Regions from separate parts of the Mus musculus genome. Here region 1 is linked to region 2. The links are chromatin contacts, called in public HiChIP or PLAC-seq maps. All regions are on one chromosome and are shown on one strand. The core of a region is the stretch at or near the end of the contact, and the rest is flanking DNA. Distances in the headings are between cores, read along the strand shown. Region 1 overlaps Myo5a (myosin VA). Region 2 holds the start of Myo5a (myosin VA).

What was found. HiChIP or PLAC-seq counts read pairs in DNA pulled down with a chosen protein or histone mark.
Region 1: a contact with region 2 is called in an H3K4me3 HiChIP or PLAC-seq map of bone marrow-derived macrophages, with 3 times the contacts expected there. The contact joins the enhancer-like site here to the promoter of Myo5a in region 2. A contact is called at or near these places in 6 of 39 promoter capture datasets (the 3T3-L1 cell line, 3T3-L1-derived adipocytes, the C10 cell line and 3 more), 2 of 15 datasets of contacts at CTCF or cohesin (CD8 T cells and the NIH/3T3 cell line), 12 of 484 Hi-C or Micro-C datasets (the G1E-ER4 cell line, LSK cells, Th1 cells and 6 more), 10 of 115 datasets of contacts at active chromatin or transcription factors (CD8 T cells, the HPC-7 cell line, the SCID.adh cell line and 5 more) and 4 of 9 other capture datasets (adipose tissue, embryonic stem cells, liver and 1 more).

The regions. Positions count from the first base shown.
Region 1 is chr9:75,104,466-75,109,907 of GRCm38.p6, reverse strand. All of the region lies in intron 1 of Myo5a (myosin VA), which reads right to left. Among named protein-coding and RNA genes, the nearest start is that of Myo5a, 36 kb to the right of the region's middle. Within about 2 kb of position 1,732, at least 17 of the 459 cell types and tissues checked have an H3K27ac peak or open chromatin away from gene starts, as enhancers often do. A contact at or near this core is called in the NIH/3T3 cell line and bone marrow-derived macrophages, where this site is marked.
Region 2 is chr9:75,067,487-75,072,866 of GRCm38.p6, reverse strand. It overlaps Myo5a (myosin VA), which reads right to left and starts at 1,661. Exons shown (of 41, transcript NM_010864.2): 1 at 1,208-1,661. The coding sequence starts at 1,234.

The sequences.
Region 1 (5,442 bases), core at 483-2,982, 37 kb before region 2:
CCAGAGCACGGCAATAACACACCCACTCACCTACACCTGAAGCAAGACATTTATACAAGTTTTTCTGATAATCACTTCTCTCACCTTACTACCACAGCTTAAGAAAGTATCCAAGGAGAAAAAGAAACAGCTATGAATCCTGTATGTTCTTACTATTGCCTCCTAATGCTTTTTCTCCATAATAGTTAGAAGCAAACTTTTATCCTAACATAACGTGCCTCTGTTATTGCTCACACTACCTTCTACTCCTTCCCCAGGACCCAATGCAAATGCAATGAAAATGCAAAGGAACAGAACTAAACTAATCCAGTTACATCCCACACATAGCTCAAGAGAAACAAGGCAAAAAGACAAGGCCTCTAGATCACAGGGAAAACTCCAATACAACAGAGCAGTGAGAATCCAGCAGCCATTAGAAACAGGCCAGACACCTGCTATGGACCAATCTACCTTCAACATTAGACTCTTTACTCCTTCAATATCATCTTCAAATACCTTGATGGCTGGCCAAGCTCCTTGAGCCAACTGATGGGCAACACACATGTTGATTTTATTGAAGATCAAAGGACACGAGATGAAAAGGCTGGGTTGAGAGGAAGCAGGAAAGGTAACTCTACAGGTTTAACTCAAGGTTCTCTCTAGGGCCACATCAAGGTGTAAAGCCACAAAGCATGTTTGAGATGGGACATAAGTTAAGTACTCAAAGTAGAGAGATTAATAATGTGGTAAGCAAGAAAGTAAACAATGATAGGAACTGGTAGGAGAAGAAAAACAAGGGTTTGGGATTTGAGATAAAAACTATGAATAAAGCAAAGCAACAATTAAAAAGTCCACAACAAATCTGTATAAGATGAAGGAATGAGAAAAAGCTTTAAAAGGGTCAAATTAAAATACAGACAGTCTGGTTCAGTGGTAGAGTACTTGCCTAGCATGCAAGTACCTGGGGGTGAACCCTGGGTTCAATCCCCAGGACTGTAAGATAAATAAATATTTTTTAAAAAATAAAAATAGGAACACATCAGAACTGTGATAATTGGATTCACTTGAACTTAAATAAGAACTAACATTGAAGTAAGAGATGAGATTAGGGATAAAATGATAGGCTAAACTTTGTAATTTACAAAATCTGAAAAAATGTTAGCATAGATTTAAGTTGCATAATATAGCTTGCAAGGAAAATGAAAGTTATCTGTAATTGTCACAATACAACGTAATTGATCTGCCTGGTAGTAATAAGGTAATTCTGACAGTCTAATGCAAGTGCACTAGAAAGGCAGGCTCCAGGGACATGCTTGCTCTGGTATGCACTAGAGAGGGGCACTAGACCATGCCACCTCATGCAGTATAATCCTTGCACCTTCTCGGGAGATACATCTCTCCCTGCTTAATAAGGAAGCACCAGTCTTCTTTTTGTTTTCTGCCACAATGACAATACTGAAGAGATCCGTGATTAGTGCAAATGACTCGCTGAAGTTGTGCTAACTTGCACTTTGTTAGTCAAGGAAGCCTGAAGAAGGAACACCAAAAGCAGCTGTGTTTCTGGTGCCTCAGACTTTTGGGAACAAAACCAACAGCATTAGCAAGAACCAGCCAACTCTTGAAACCCAACAAACCTGACTCACATGATCTTCTCTGTCCCCCTGAATTCTTTCATATGCTGTCCAATTCACATAGTATGTGAGCATCTTCCTACATTCCACATTAAGTCATCAGCATCTGATTTGTGTTGGTGCGTTTATCCATTGTGAATGTTTGCAAAATGACTTTGTATGATTTCAACACATCCAGTGTGTGTGTGTCCCTCTGAGCCATGAGCTGAAGACAGAAATTATCACCAGTGTCCACTCCTCTGAACTGGACAAATTAATGTCATTCTACATGACTACTCACAATTATGGAATGTCTGGGATAAAATATTCCAGAGCTGTTATTTTAAAATGTACACAACAGGTTTCCAAAGTAAATAGGGAAATATTAAAACAAAAAGACCTAGAAAATCTTGAAAAATGTCACACTTAGTAATTGTATATGTAATTTAAAAACATTATGAAATATACATACAAGAGAAGATAAATGTATGTATACACATACACACAGTGATACAACAAACCATCATATAGCTATCTCTCAGGCTCAGAAACAGAGTAGCAGTGATTGTTCTGAACCCCTCAACAGAACAGCCTCTTCAGCACTCCTCCTGCTGTTTCACTTCACTGTTCTCCACTCATGTCAGTCTATATTTGCTGTACCCTGAAGGGCCATGCTGGGTCACATGTCTATGCCTTTGCTTCAGTTCTTTCCTCCATTTGGATCACCGCTCCTCTATTTCCAACCAGTAGGACACCATTTACCCTTCTGATCTGTCCTCAGTGCCTTTCCTTACCTGTCACTTGGCACTTCATTCTCAATGTTTCCTGTATCTCATACAGTCTTCAACTAAGCTTTTCATTCCACTACTTGATGACTTATCCCAATCTAGAGACTGTGAGCTCCTTGAAAGGAAGTATGTCTTTTTCACCTTTGCCTCTCTGGAATTTTACACAAGCCCTGCCCTTAATAATCTTTCATGAACTCTGGTCATGTACTCATCACACCTGGGTAGAAATGATGATAAGCTAAATAGCAATAACAACTCTAACAAAATTTATCACAGATCTTTGAAGAAATGAAGCTGTAATTATTGAGCATTTTCTGTGTACTCAGGGATTTTACATAAATAAGTTTACCCAAATCATTACAATAACCCCGTTATTAACACATACTGAAACAGAGCATAAATGTGGTTAAAAAATGGTTTTTGAATGTGTCTATGGTAAAAACTTTCCACTCAACATGTACCTCTTGTTAAAAATAGAGATCAATTTCTTCTTCCCAAATTATTATTAGCATCATAACTGAAACAGTTACTAATGTGATTCATATGCCCAGGCATAATTTAGGAATATTTCACCTAAGACAACATGTCAAAACCACACCCATCTACCTGGCATCCTTCCTGCTCCAGTGCTCTGACTGGCTAGAACCTCAGGGTGAGTCTGTCAGGGAAAAACAGCACCAGTGAGAAGATAGCTGGCATTAAGGACTAAAACTTAACAAACAGGTAAGTTCTGATCCATGAACTTCTCTAAATGAACAAAATAATGGGTTGGTTTAAAATTTTTTTATAATTCTTGAAATTATTTTGCTTGTACAATAAAATGTGCATAGTTTAAAAGTAAGTCAGGCTCCCAGGATTAATGTGAGGGAGGATCATCTGATTGTGTGGGTGGTGCCCTAATAAACCAGCTACTGGTCTTGACCCTAAACTAACCCCAGTTCAGAGATCCATCAAGCAGGAGAACCTGGTGATATGGTAAGTATCTATGTTTCTAGTTAAACTACCACCAGTAAAGTTCCTGCCCCCCAAATAAGTAAATAAGTTGACTCTTAGCGGGGAATGTAGCTAGCTTGACAGACAGAGCATTTGTATAACATGCAGGAAGCCCAGGCTTGAATCAAAATCACCCATAAATGGGACACATTAGTAACACAAGCATTGGTGGAGACAAGAGCACAGAAGTGCAAGGTCAGCCTCCAATACTCAGTGAGGTTGAGGCCAGTCAGCCCGTGGTACATGTGACCCTGTCTTACACACACACCCACACACACCAAAATTCAAGTCAACTTCTACTAAGCATTATAATTGTAATTCTTTTAAAGTTATAAGAAAAACAAGAACTATAAAATTAATGGAGAGTCATAAAAATCATACTAAGGTAGCAAAAGTCAGATGATTTTATTTCTCTAGGATTTTAGTGTTAGATAAAAAAGTTTGGAATGATTTTTTTTTTTTTTTTTTTGGTTTTTCGAGACAGGGTTTCTCTATGTAGCCCGGGCTGTCCTGGCACTCACTTTGTAGACCAAGCTGGCCTCGAACTCAGAAATCCGCCTGCCTCTGCCTCCCAAATGCTGGGATTAAGGGCGTGCGCCACCACGCCCGGCTTGGAATGATTATTTTTAGGCACTGAGGTTATTTAATATTTCTGTAGATTATTTTTGGAACTACATCTCACTTTGTAAGAACATCTTTAACATACATACCAAGAAAAATTATCCTTTCTATTTACAATAGAAATTAGTCAGTGATATTTAAAGATAAATTACAAAATCCTAAATGAATATATTAATTAACAGTAGAACTGAATTGCAATAAATAAGGAATTGTGCTGTCATCACAAAGCTTTGATTAGGACAGTAGAAGTACTGACTGTATTAAAGTCTTACAAAGTGCTTCATTACTGTTATTAAAAAAATTCCTTGTTCAACAATAAAGTCTGAGTTAGTCCAAAAGTCATTGAACAAACAACAGAATCACGTTTAAACTTACAATTAGCACAGGATAATGCTTCACAATGCTTCCTAATGCTTATGATACAACAAGAACAATCTCAATGAACAATTAAGAAAAGAACTCACATCTTCCTATCATTTTACACTTGTCTGGCAACTTAAAGAAAGGTATAAAATGTGTGTCATGTTACATGTGTATATGCCTTAATAAAGAGGTGTTGTCCTCCATTTAGGCTATCATCATATAAAAGAATAAGAAATGAAAACAGTCATGGGCAGTTTTTTAAATGTTTTAAATAAAATATTCTATGTTGAATTTTAAGGAATAGTGGAGTTAAACTACACACATAGGAGGCAATGTGCTTAAGATACTTGAAATAGTACCTGTAAATAACAGGCAGGCAATGGATGTCCTTCCCTTCTGGATATAACAAGTAGCTACCTGTTCCCAAGATTGAGGGCAGACACTCCTAGGCTGAGATCACAGTGTTACTAAGCTCAGAGCATGTTCGAGGTCTTCCATGACAATACTTAAGACATACATCCAGGCAGTAAGCACTAGCTACTCTCATTAATATTAACAGTATATGCTGTGTGGTGGCAGCTCATGCCTTTAATCCCAGCACTCAAGAGGGAGGGGCAGGTGGATCTCTGTGAGTTTGAGCTCAGCCTGGTCTACAGAGTGAGTTCCAAGACAGCCAGGACTATACAGAGAAATCCTGTCTTGAGAAAAACAGAACAGTCTGCTTTTTAGACTACATTATTTTTGCTCTTACATAGTTGTTCTTATATATCTACCCACTCCTGCTTAAATTTCCCTATAGCCCAGACCTTTTCAACTAAACTCCAGACTCCAGGTTCAGAAAACTGCCTACATCTCCAGTTGTCTCAGAGCATCTTAACTTTAACAAGTGCAACAACAGCACAGTTCTCCCATCTCTGTGTCCTTCCTGTAGTGAGTAACAGAAGAGCACCTCTACCAGAAAGTTACTTGCTCTTGGAGGAAACTGGTCCTTAGCCTTGTCCCCACCTCTGTCAATCAAATCCTACCGGTCATATTTATCTAGATTTAGCAGCTCCCTTGCATCTCCACAGTCAGTATTCTAATCCTAA
Region 2 (5,380 bases), core at 412-2,911:
GTCCCAGGTTCATGCAAGCTCTTCATTTCATGGCTGGAAGAAAGTAATCATATACCTCATATTTGTTTAAAAAAAAAAAGAGTCACAGAAAGCTTTCACAACTAGTATTAAATGTGATCCTCACAACAGCTTGTAAGGAAGGACAAAAGGACAAATAAAATTCACTCTATTTACAAGTAAGAAACCTGAACCAGAGAGGTTATGTAGTTTGCCAAATGTCACACAGTTGGGTGGAAAGGTACAGATTTCTTTCCTCAAGGCTGCAATTTGGGCTCTGGGCTTATTGATGTCACGTGTGCAAGAGATGATTCCAAACTGCTAAAAGAAGAGTCCAGAAAGCTGGGGCTATCTATATATAGCTCAGTTGTAAAGGGTTTACCTAGTATGCATGAGGCCCTTACATTCAATCTCCGTGCCTGAGAGGGAGACAAAGGCAGAGACAGAGAGAGACGGGAAGAAAGAGATTCTGGTAAAAATGTAAAAACATGAACTTGAAAAGTTAAGGCAATTCTGTTGAGTGGAATTAGAGGTAATTTTAATAATCATTAGCTGGCAAAACATCCATTGAAACCGTAACATAAGATACCATGAATGCATACACCACACACTGCCCAACACAGATTTTCTAAACAGTCTCTCCAAAATACGCCATTCAGAGATTACCAGACCCTGAGAATATGGGCGTCGGTTTAAGATTGAAAAGGCTGCCACTTCCCCTAAATGAAGACCAAAAGGGAAAGGCTCGCCGGAAAGGAGGGTGAGGACACAGAGCTAACGAGGCTCTCGGGGATAACGCGCAGGTTGCAAACTCCCAGGCACCAAGAAGCCTAAGAATAAGCTCGCCATCTCCGGGCTGCATCTTCCCACAGGCTCCGCACCCCAGGGCAAATGGCAAGAACCCGGCAGCTAAAGGTGAAAGCGGACTGGCCATAACTGCAGAATCCGAAATAATCTCCCCGAGAGGCTGCTGCCTGGCGCATACCGGCACAGGACGTTATTTTAAGCACGAGTCCCGGGAGAGCGGCCCGAGCATCTGCCCAAGAGCATCCCATCCGAAATGGGCTCGGGAGGCAGAGCAGGGAGGTACAGCCGGGCAAGGAGGTACAGCCGGGCAGTGGGGTGCAGTCCGGTGGAACCTGCCGGTCCTACAGCCACGGTCCCGGCCGCGCGACCCCTCCCCAGGACAAGGCTCTGCGGCGCGCGTTACCTTGGTGTAGAGCTCGGACGCGGCCATGGCGGGCCCAGCGCCGACGCCCCCCGCCTAGGCGGAGGCCGCAGCTCGCGTGGCGGCCGCCCGCGCGGGTGAAACGGTGGCGGGCGGGGAGCAGGGGAAGGGCCGGGCCGGGCAGGGCGGGCCAAGCTGGCGGGCGGGCCCGGGCGGGCCGGGGCGGGGCGCGTCAGGCGCTAGCGGCGGGCGGGAGCCTGACAGTCATCACCTCCAGGGCTCGGCGGCCGCGTGAGCCCGAGGCGCGTGCTCGGGGGACTCGGGTACCAGCCTCCGCGGCCGTCGCCGCCTCAGTCTCCCCAAGCCGCCTGGTCCACACACACAGCCCTTGCGGTCTCTTCAGTCGCCTCGCGTCCTCAGCGCCCCCTCGCTCCCTCAGTTTCCTCAGCCGCTTCGCCTCCTTAGAGGCCTGGTCTCTGTAGCCTCCTCTGTCTCCTCCGCGGCGCGCGATGCCGCCGCCGCCGCCGCCGCCGCCCTGTGCATTGTGGGAGCGGGAGGAGGCTGCGCTCGAGCGCTGCCACCGCGATCCCTCCCGGCTCTTTCGGGCTCACGCTGCCTCCCATCGGCGGCGGGCACCGAGCATCCTCGGCCCATGCGGCTGGCATCCCAAACCTGCTTTGGCGGAGTGGCCCCCCACAGTGTGCGCGAAGGTGGGGCAGTGAGGGAGCGCGTCCCGCTCGAGGTAGCGACGGTTAGAGTGCCCGCGTAGACCCGGCAGCCTCAAGGCTGCTCCTCCTGGCCCTGCTGTTTGTAGGGAGAGGACTTGAGGTAGGGGAGGGTTCGGGAAAGGCCTTTCTGAGAACCTGCAACTCCAGAAGAGACTTGCTCACGGCAGGGCGGGAAGCTGCACCACCCGGAATTTGAAGGATGCTCAAGGTCACTCTGCATTTGGGTTTGCACCCTTGGTGATGCAAGGACATAGGGTGGCCTCTAACACACAGAAACTCCAATGAACCTGAAAACAAGATGGCACTGGGAAATGGCCCATCTTAGACTTGGGCGTTTACATAGGTTCGCCACCATTCAGAATGAGACCTTTGTTCTGCTGATCGTGACAGCACTACCTGATGCTGATCCTGGAGTCACCTGAAAACGGCAACCTACTGAGAGAAACTCAAGTGTTTGCAGTCTTGACGCAGTCTATTCCGTGCCCTTACACGGACACAGGAATGTGGTCTTTTTCATCCCAACATGTTCTCTCCAGCCACACTTTCGTGCTCACTTGGAATACTCTTTAAAATTTTTAGCCTTTTAAAATGTGTCCATCTTCCTTCTTTAAACCTTAAGTTGTGGCCAGTGCCTATCATGGGAATCCAGTTTTATTGTTTGGCTTGTTGGGTTTTGAGACAGGTCTCACTAAGCAGCCCGGGTTTTCTTCAAACTCGCCATCCTCCTGCCTCTGCCTTGTGAATGGTGAAATTTTAGAGACATGGTTCTGAGACCAGTACAATGGCAGTCAAAGCACAAGCCTGACTCCCTAGTTATGTCTGAACATGAGGTGGGTATTTGAAGGAAGACTGTTCACCACTTTGATGTTTCTGGATTCCATCCTTTCTTTGTCTGCCTGTGAAAGGAGACAAAATGTACTTTGAGCCAGCAGAGCATCCAAAGCAATGAGTTGAGCTCCTGTCTCTTACACTTCCTTCATGCCTGTAGAAGGTGCCTGTTTCCTTACCCTCTAGATATTAGCTACCGGTCAGGACAGTTGAGGAATACTGAGTATGATGGGTTGGTGAGTCGGAGGGGGGGGGGGTAGGAAGAACCAAAACACTCAAAACTCTGAGAGTTCTTATAAAAGTGACTTTTATTTACATGAACAAAAATAAAATTGGAATCATTCTTTCAAAATTTTCAAAGACATACTTTCAACCACCCTGATGTAAGAGAAAGAGAAGATGAGGGGTAGGAGAAAGGGTTTTTTTTCTTTTGGTGGTGGTGGTGGTAAAGTCTCTTTATGTAGCTGACCTAGAACAATTTTACCTCTCTCCCTTGAGTCCCAGGAGTGCTGAAATTGCAGATGCATGCCACCACATACACTTGGGAAATGGGTTTCTGACCACTAACCTCTTGCTTCATTCAGGAAAAGAACAGACTTTAAACAAAACACACCCAACCGGCAATGAGGAGAGGGCCATTCTGATGGTGGACTCTTCTGCCTAATGCATATGTATTTACAGCCTAAAGCACTCTTATTACTAAGATCTGCAAACCAGGAGTAGGGTCCACACCCCAAAAGTCAGTATAAGGTATTATATATTTTATTGTAAATTGATAAAATTTTCAGTTGTTGCTTTATAAATTAAGAACATTTTCTCAACAGAGGAATGGATATAGAACATGTGGTACATTTACACAATGGAGTACTACTCAGCTATTAAAAAGAATGAATTTATGAAATTCCTAGGCAAATGGATGGACCTAGAGGGCATCATGCTAAGTGAGGTAACCCAATCACAAAAGAACTAACACAATATGTACTCACTGATAAGTGGATATTAGCCCAGAAATTTAGAATATCCAAGATATAAGATACAATTTGCTAAATGCATGAAACTCAAGAAGAATGAAGACCAAAGTGTGGACACTTTGCCCCTTCTTAGAATTGGGAACAAAACACCCATGAAAGGAGTTACAGAGACAAAGTTTGGAGCTGAGACAAAAGGATGGACCATCTAGAGACTGCCATATCCGGGGATCCATCCCATAATCAGCTTCCAAACACTGACACCATTGCATACACTAGTAAGATTTTGCTGAAAGGACCCAGATATGGCTGTCTCTTGTGAGACTATGCCGGGGCCTGGCAAACACAGAAGTGGATGCTCACAGTCAGCTATTGGATGGATCACAAGGCCCCCAATGGAGGAGCTAGAGAAAATACCCAAGGAGCTAAAGGGATCTGCAACCCTATAGGTGGAACAACATTATGAACTAACCAGTACCTCCCAGAGCTCTTGTCTCTAGCTGCATATGAATCAGAAGATGGCCTAGTAGGCCATCAGTGGAAAGAGAGGCCCATTGGTCAAGCAAACTTTATAAGCCTCAGTACAAGGGAACGCCAGGGCCAAGAAGTGGGAGTGGGTGGGTGGGGGAGTGCGTGGGGGAGCAGTGGAGGACCTTTGGGATAGCATTGGAAATGTAAATGAAATAAATACCCAATTTAAAAAAAAAACATTTTCTTGTAAGTTGTTTTCAAATGAAAACACTAAGTTTCAGTGGGGGGGGGGGGGTTGTCGGGGGGGGGGCTTTTCCTCCAAAGTTCAGGTGCCCTTTGATTTTCTTTTGTTTTGTTTTTGTTTTTTAACTTAAATGAGTCATATCCTGACAAACCAATTATGAATTAGAAACTATTAATTTGAGGTGTGCTTAATGGTCCTAACATGCTGAATAGCCATGGCGTAGCTTAGCCTCATCTACCCTAAACCTGCTCAAAACAATTAAATTAGCCTGTTGTTGTACAAAGTTATCTAACACAAAGTCCAGCTAGTGATAGTGGTGAATAACTTAAGTAATTTATTGCACACTTGTCCAAAGAAAATGCTGGCAACATAGTATAGTGCAGTGTAGAGTATCTGTCATTCACCTTGATGGTAGCATGGCTGACTGGAAGCTACAGCTTACTGCCACTGTCTAGCAACACAAAACAGTATATTACTGACGATCAGTAGGTTGAAAACAATTTTTTTTCAAAAATTCAGGGCTAGAGAGATGAGTCAATGGTTAAGACAATTGGCTGCTAGTTCAATTCATGTGGGTTCAATTCCCAGCACCCAACTGGTGGCTAACAATTGTCTGTGACTCCAATTCTAGGGAATTTGATACCCTCTTCTGGATTCCATGGGTACCAGGCACACAGACATACAGGCAAGTAAAACACCCATAAAATGACTAAGTATAAAGATCTTTCAAAAGTTCTGGGCTGGGGTGGTAGGTAGTGTTATAACACTTGCTGAGCCCTGGGTGAAGCCCTGGGTTCCAGTCCAGTACTACTGAAGATGTGTTAGGAAAGAAAAAAAGAGTACAGTTCTACTGAATATATGCCACTTTTATACCATTGTAAATTCAAAAAGTTGAACCATTACAAGTCAAGGACTAGTATCTATCTGTCTGTCTGTCTGTCTGTCTGTCTGTCTGTCTATACATATATACATATAT